Linked DNA regions of Columba livia: region 1 is linked to region 2. A link is a contact called in public Hi-C data. All regions are on one chromosome and are shown on one strand. The core of a region is the stretch at or near the end of the contact, and the rest is flanking DNA. Distances in the headings are between cores, read along the strand shown. Region 1 overlaps VEGFC (vascular endothelial growth factor C). Region 2 overlaps VEGFC (vascular endothelial growth factor C).

Evidence for each region. A called contact is a pair of places that touch in the nucleus more often than the background predicts.
Region 1: a Hi-C map of crop shows a contact between it and region 2, with 1.7 times the contacts expected there. The contact joins two enhancer-like sites. A contact is called at or near these places in 2 of 2 Hi-C or Micro-C datasets (crop and liver).

Annotation. Positions count from the first base shown.
Region 1 is chr4:37,614,920-37,618,413 of bColLiv1.pat.W.v2, forward strand. The region is part of intron 1 of VEGFC (vascular endothelial growth factor C); the gene reads left to right. Among named protein-coding and RNA genes, the nearest start is that of ASB5, 130 kb to the right of the region's middle. Within about 2 kb of position 1,507, at least 1 of the 3 cell types and tissues checked has an H3K27ac peak away from gene starts, as active enhancers do.
Region 2 is chr4:37,556,064-37,559,578 of bColLiv1.pat.W.v2, forward strand. All of the region lies in intron 1 of VEGFC (vascular endothelial growth factor C), which reads left to right. Among named protein-coding and RNA genes, the nearest start is that of VEGFC, 130 kb to the left of the region's middle. Within about 2 kb of position 1,863, at least 1 of the 3 cell types and tissues checked has an H3K27ac peak away from gene starts, as active enhancers do.

The sequences.
Region 1 (3,494 bases), core at 257-2,756, 58 kb after region 2:
GAGATCTCTTTTATTTCTCACTAATTAGGGTCTAGGATCCCTTTGCATAGCACACATAATGTGCTCAAGCAGTATCTCAGAATGGGCTGGCATTCAAATTAAAATAAAGGGATTATCCCATACCTTTCTGCTTAGTATATCTCTAGTTGATACTGAGAAGCGCTTTAAATTCTCACTGCCTGTGTTACATCTGCCAAAGTGATGACAGATAATTGCAGTGTTAATAATTTTCTTCAAAAACTGTCTCCATATTTGTTTGATTTCACCAACATAGCTAATGGCTGTTTCTAATAGAAATAATGATAATACCAGTGAAAGCTCAGTAAAGACTGAAAATAAACAATCTCCTTATAAAGGCCTGGTAGTTTATTCTTCTGTGCTGATTTTAATGAGATACATCTGACTGTGAAAGAAAAACAAAAGGTTGAAGGGTATCTTTAAAAACCAGCAATATTCACACCTTTAAAAAAAAATATCCCTAGCTGGTGTTTTGCTATTTTCTGAGTAAGATCTTATAACCAGAACTTTTAAGTTGGAGTTGAATTTCTAAGTATTTAAGTTTTTCGAATTGTGTGGTTCACCTTCCTCAGTGTTAGTTAAAAGTTGCTTGAAAGTATTAAAAATAAACACATTGTTTTTATGACACGTCAAATTCTACAGAACTACCATGCGGCATCAACCCAGATGCTTCTTACTCAGGGCACATGCGATTGGCACCACAACCTTGCAGGCTGCTGTGGTTGTATTGCAGGCGGCACAATGTTGGCCTTATTTTTACTTATAAATTGTTACCTTTTTCTTCTGGTCATGCACCCAGTCACAGTGATCCTCACATTTGTCACTGCTCGTCAGTGCATCTGAGGATGACCAGGAAAATAATACACAAATCTCATCTGGTGCAGATTGCACTGCTTGGTGTCTCCAGGATTTAATCAGATGTAAGCCATTCGTCACCAATAATCCAAATCGTTACTGATTCCCAATCTATTTGTAATGTTAGCTGGAAGCTTCAGTATGAGTCTTTGAATCAATTAAAGAATCCAGATGCAGCTGCACTTAAACAGCAAATGCTTATCCCGCAAATTTCCATGACTGCTGTGCAGCCTTTGACCTTTCATTTGTAGGCTCATCTAGTGTGAGCTCCTGAATAGTGAATCAAGTCTTTTGATAAAGGGCTTGACTTTCATAATTTGTTTTGCAATTATGACTTGCTGTATTCTTAGAAACAGTTTGCAGGATTTTGTGACTACAAATTGAAGACTGCTGCTGTGGAGCAATGTAAAATTTCAAAGATCGGGCTCAAGTGCATGAGAACAAACCCTTTTCTGTTGCTATAATCTAGTTGTGAAATTGCTTCAAAAAAGGTAAATTCTCAAAACTGCTTTCCTTCATAGTCAGGAGTGGTGTTTATTGACACTTTTCCTCATTTCTGTGCACACATGTATGCATGTCTAGATCATAAGGAATTTTCTCATGGCACTTACCATCTCTGTATCAGATACCATGTCACCTACGGCAATGTCTGAACTGCCCAGGCTTATAGAAACTTGTGAGAACTGGCCACCTAAGAAGAACTTCTAAAGAAACCGGTCAACAGAGCAGGGAGTTGATCTAGAAAGGGAGGAATGATTTTTTTTCTCTCACTGCTTCCCAGGGAAATCAGACTCAGATTAAAGAAAAGGGTATTTTCATAAGTAATTCCCTTTGACTATATGAAAGTACGGGCATTTTATTAGTGAATGTTGAGAGCTATTCAGGAATGCAGGTACTTGAGAAATAAGCACCATCCGAGAAGTACATTTCAGAATCTCTGTAGCAGCTAAATGTTTGACTGAAGGACCAAACATAAGTGCCCTTGTGCAAATCTGTAATCTTAGCTATGCTTTTTCAGGATTTTCTGAGAATATCTAAATAAAATATTACCTGAAAAATACTGATTTGCATAAAAATTAGATTTCACTTAACATGGAAATTTTAGACTACCTACTTCAGTTTAAATACTTGTACTCATAAACAGGAGAGCAATATTAAATAATATAAGCCTAGGATGATTTTCTAGCAGTTTATGCATCTTCCTCACCAAAAATGTTCCAACTAAAGAAAAAAATGTCATTAATATTATACTAGTGAAACTTCCATAGTCTTAATCTTATCCTCATAGCCAATGTCTTTTTCTTCCATTTTAACAAATTCTCTTTCAAATCCTCTCCACAAACAGTTGGGTTTTCTTCCCCCTTGTCTATCCACTTTGTACATTCTTCCCTTCTCCCCACCATTTATTTACATGCTTTTTTACCTGGTGTTAGTATTTAAAATGTCAGAATGAGTAGAGATTGCTTAAAGCATAATATAGTTCAGATCATTATATTTATTTTATACTTCCATTCTAACTTGTTTGATGTGCTTTATAAGCTCTTTGGAGCACAGAGACTGATTCTAATCTCTGTTGTTCTCATTAAGTTTTGATTTAGTTGAAATTAACTGCAGTGTTCTTACTACTCATTTAAAGTAACGTGAAATAAAAAATTACGCTCACTGTTACTGTTTCACTTTTATAAGGCACTGCTTTGCTGCTATATTGAATGGTAACTTAAAAGTTTGCAATTGAGTACAGTAATTCAGTTTTACTAGTGACAAACTGATGCATAAGAGATAAAAATCAGGGCTATAATGATTGTAGAGGCAGATAAAAAAGTTGAATTTAATAATTAACTATATTAAATAGGATTTTTTTTTAGTGACATCAACATCCAAAAAAACTAGTGCTGAAATACATGAAAATTGCAATAAAATATGCAAGTGAAGTGTTTATACATATTTTTCTTTTGCAATACTTCTGTTTGTTTGCACACTGTTTCAATGTTAGAATTTACCTGCTTGATTTTTTATACACTTCAGTCAGTCAGTAAGTACAGTATAAAAATGTATTAAAATGGAGGGTTTTAAGGACAGCATTTTCCTATTAAGGATTGTCAACAAAATCCTTGAAAATTAAATGAGCTGACAACAGATGCGTAAAGTACTGTTATAGCACATTGCACCATCAATTATGTGTCAAGTGTGCTGCCAAATATTAAGTGTTCTGACCTTTGTTATTAATAATAGAGGCAGACACTGGGGACATGTGGAAGACAAATAATGTAATGCACGGAAAATCTATTATAGATTTGATTTTGTGAATGGACATGGAGCCTGTTTGGTATCCTGCTTCTCCCTTTGTAAGCTACAATTTTATGTGGAACTGGACATACAACATAATGGAAATGAATATTGTGAAAAACAACTTCAACAGAGTAAAATGTTCCTAAATTAAATAAATAATACTGAGAGGGAGCTTGGCATCAACTCTTTACTACTTTATTTATACGTGTATTTGTCATTTCCCCTGTTCCTGGCGAAATCATGTGGAAGAAGTGAAATGAAGCAAACTTGTCTTTACAGTATTCTCCATTCATTCTTGTGTTTTTAAGTTGTTGTTTTTCTCAGTATCATGT
Region 2 (3,515 bases), core at 613-3,112:
ACTATGCGAATACATTTCTTTTGCATTTGGCTGAAAAAGAGTCTTATCCTTTTTGGATAGAACATCAATATACGTGAATAAATGCAAGGAAAAATCACTTATAGAAAAACAGATTTTATTTGAAAGAAGCCTATTAAAATGTAAAAGGATATAATTACCATTAATAATTGCTCTTAATTCCCTCTGGCTGCTTTGAAGATTTCAGTGCAAAACTGTGGACTATAAACTTTAGCCTATCAGGTGAATATAACACTCATTTCAGAGCTGTGTGGAAACAGATATTCCTTTAGATTATTTTAAATTTTATTTTACCATCTAGAATACTAGAACTCCGAAGATCCAGCAGTAAACATCTGTTTTCATCGTAAGAGATTAGAATTAAAGACTTACTAGGAGTAACCCAAGAGCAAACAGTGTGTGGTACAGGTGCCTTCTACCTGCAATCCCTCTTAAGAAGGAAAAAAAAAAAAAAAAAAGCTTTTACTATAGCATAGTTTGTACCATCTCTTTTGTGGCTGTCTTTGTAGCAGACAGCAGCAGTGCCATGTAGTTTGGGTTCACTGAGCTTTACCAGGTTCTCTGACAGTCTGACCTCCTCTGTAACCTCCATGGCTGGGGCAGCTCTGAACCCAGCACCACCCCACAGTCCTTCCACAGTACAGGGGCTGCTCCTGACTGGTCCCATCTCAAGGGAACTGAAAAATAAGATGGAAATATGACCAGGTGAGTTATTTACTCACTTATTTAGGTGAGTCAGCTGTGAGTGGCTCTAGTTATAGAAAGGGACTAGAACACAATTATGACTAACCTGCTGGGTTTGGGAGTAAAAACAAAATCTGGCTCCAAAAAGTGATGACAAAGCTGGCTTTTTGAACACTCAAAATTTTAAAGCAGAAAAAGCAAAGGGGACTTCTGTGTATCTCTGAAAATTATTTTAATGTAATATACCGCACTTTGGAGCCTATCTTTTTAATAAACATCTGCAAATTTTAGCTTTATTATTTTATATGCTTGTCTCTCTACCTCCTCCTTCTCTATCAGGGTCAGCTAGTTGCCCTGGGAAGATGCCATTGCTGCAGGGAGCCTTACTAAGGAGCTAGGGTTGTTTTTAGTTTTGAATGCACTCAGGCTTATATTCATTATCAATAGAGAAGATTAGGTTGAGTTACCCAGCTGGAACCTGCTAGTGAAAATGGTCTGTTGCTCTACCCTTTGCACTCAAGAGTTCTATGCTGGGACAGATTAGTTGAAGTGTCCCTGCGGAGTATAGCTGTAGGTTTGTGATGGGATAGGAATTTTAAAAATAGATTAGGCCCAGCATGCTACCCGCTTTTTAGATCAGTGGTAGCTGCTTAAATTCAAGTTCCAAAGAGATAAGCTACCAGAAGGACGATGGACGTGATGTACTGAAGGCTGCTTTGCCCAGCGATGGTCTGGTTCCATGTTGTGTGCGTCAGCTGCCTACTCCAGCCTGAAGTGTTGAAAGTCAAGAGACTGGCCAAAGGAGAAAGATTAACAAGTTGTGCTGAAAGGAAGAAACAGTCAAGAACTGGTCTAAGAATGTCTCTTATTACATAAATTCATTAATGATAAGGGGGGGAAATTAGTACGGCATTTACAGTATCACAGGGAACTAGGATCTGTGTCACCCAGTGTTGAGTGCTAAGGAAAATGAAATTTCTTGGCCAGATGGTGAAACAAGGAATTATTTGTGGCCTCTGATGCAATCTGCATATCAATGCAACTTTGTTCTTTAGTTCTTTGTTACTGCCTTTTTTTTTTTTTTTTTTTTTTTCCGCAGCTTTTGGAAAATGAAAAGGTTAGGAATTGAATTTTGAATTCATACAGACAGTGGCTCCTTATCCTTCCGATTTTTTGTGCCCAGGATGTATCCTTAGGTCTGATAGCAACAATACCACTTTAGATTTAAGAGAAAATGTACAGCTTTATGAAGGGAAAATGTTATGCTTTTTATTAAGAAATTGTTTAGCAGAGTACAAAACCTTAGTAACCAAGTAATGCATGGTGCCAATTCAAACTACTAGTAACGGTAACTTCCAGACCAAAAATTGGTATGTAAGTTTGTTGTTTTGCATTGTTTTATCATTTGTTTAAAAAAATAATTTAAAAAATCTGCTGCCTAACTTTCTCTGTGATATATATCCCCTAAACAGATACACTGGTATCTGTTTGTTTGTTTTTCTTTTTAAGGCAGAATGATTAAATCTAGTTTCAATGGTGATGGCAACAGCACTCTTTATTCATTTCGTTGTAGTTTATAAAGAATATTTTACAGATTGGATTTCCTGTGTGCTTCCTTCCAGCCCTATCTGTTGGACTAACTTCTGATGCAATCATGATGTGTAAAAATAAGGTTTTTAGTTATGACTAAGTATACGGGATCTGAACACGAGTCTAAAACACAAGAACAAATTTACTTTGTGGTTTGGACCTGAATCAATGAGAAATTGATTCAGTTTCCCTCAAAATATAAGAACTGTCCTATTGGCTCACACAAACCATCTGTCTAGACTGTCTATCTAGATTTCTGTCTCCAGCAGTTGCAATTGAACATCCCATTTAGCGGGAGCTCATAAGACTGTCTGCTTCCATGGCCCATTTCCTTCACGCATTTCCAGTATCTGCATTCATTGAATTAGGTATGCAATGTCGTACTCCTTTTTTTTTCTTTTCCCTTTTTTTCTATTTTGTGTGAGTTTATGGTTCTAATCTCCACTAATTTGTCTGATCTATTTTTAAATCTCACAGCTCACTGCCTCCCACTCCTTGTAACAACAAGTTCCGCAAGTTCGCTATCTGGTGTATCAATGTAAAAAAAACTCAAAAACCATACCCCAAAAGGTCCTGACACACTTAAACCAAATCCCAACCCAAACCACAAACCTCTGTTGCATCACTTTTAAACTAATCTTCAATTATGTGAAAAAAGAAGATGAACCCAAGAAAGAATCTCAGATCTGAATGTCTCCACATTTTGGCATTTTCTGTTACTGAATCAGTAAGACAGGCTTAAGCAAACCCTCCACTCTGAACCAGCACCTCGGGAGGGAAGTTTTGACCTTCACTCAAACATTGCAATAGGTAACTAACAATGCTTTTGCTGACCGCAAAGAATCAAGGGTGGCATAGGTGGAACACACTTTTACTAGCTTAGCTTTACAGATCTAGCTAGAAAGGACAGCACAAGCAGGTAGGCTTAGAATTGGAAATAGTTTTGATAAATCACTAGGGGGAAAAAAGTGAGATAGTGGACACTGTTCTGTTGGGAAATGTGAGCGCTTGCTTATGTTGGAAGCATCAGATCTACAACTGCAAGAAAGGGAACATATGGCTGGACAGAAAATCGTCAAAAAATATTTAAGAGTTACAGCTGATTGCAAGCTGAACATGAATTTGCTGAATAGGAAAATGCCATATGGGAATGTACATGCAGAAGAATGGGTTGGGGTTTTGTGTTCTGCACAAGACAGGTCAGTTTTGAAGTACGCTTTTTC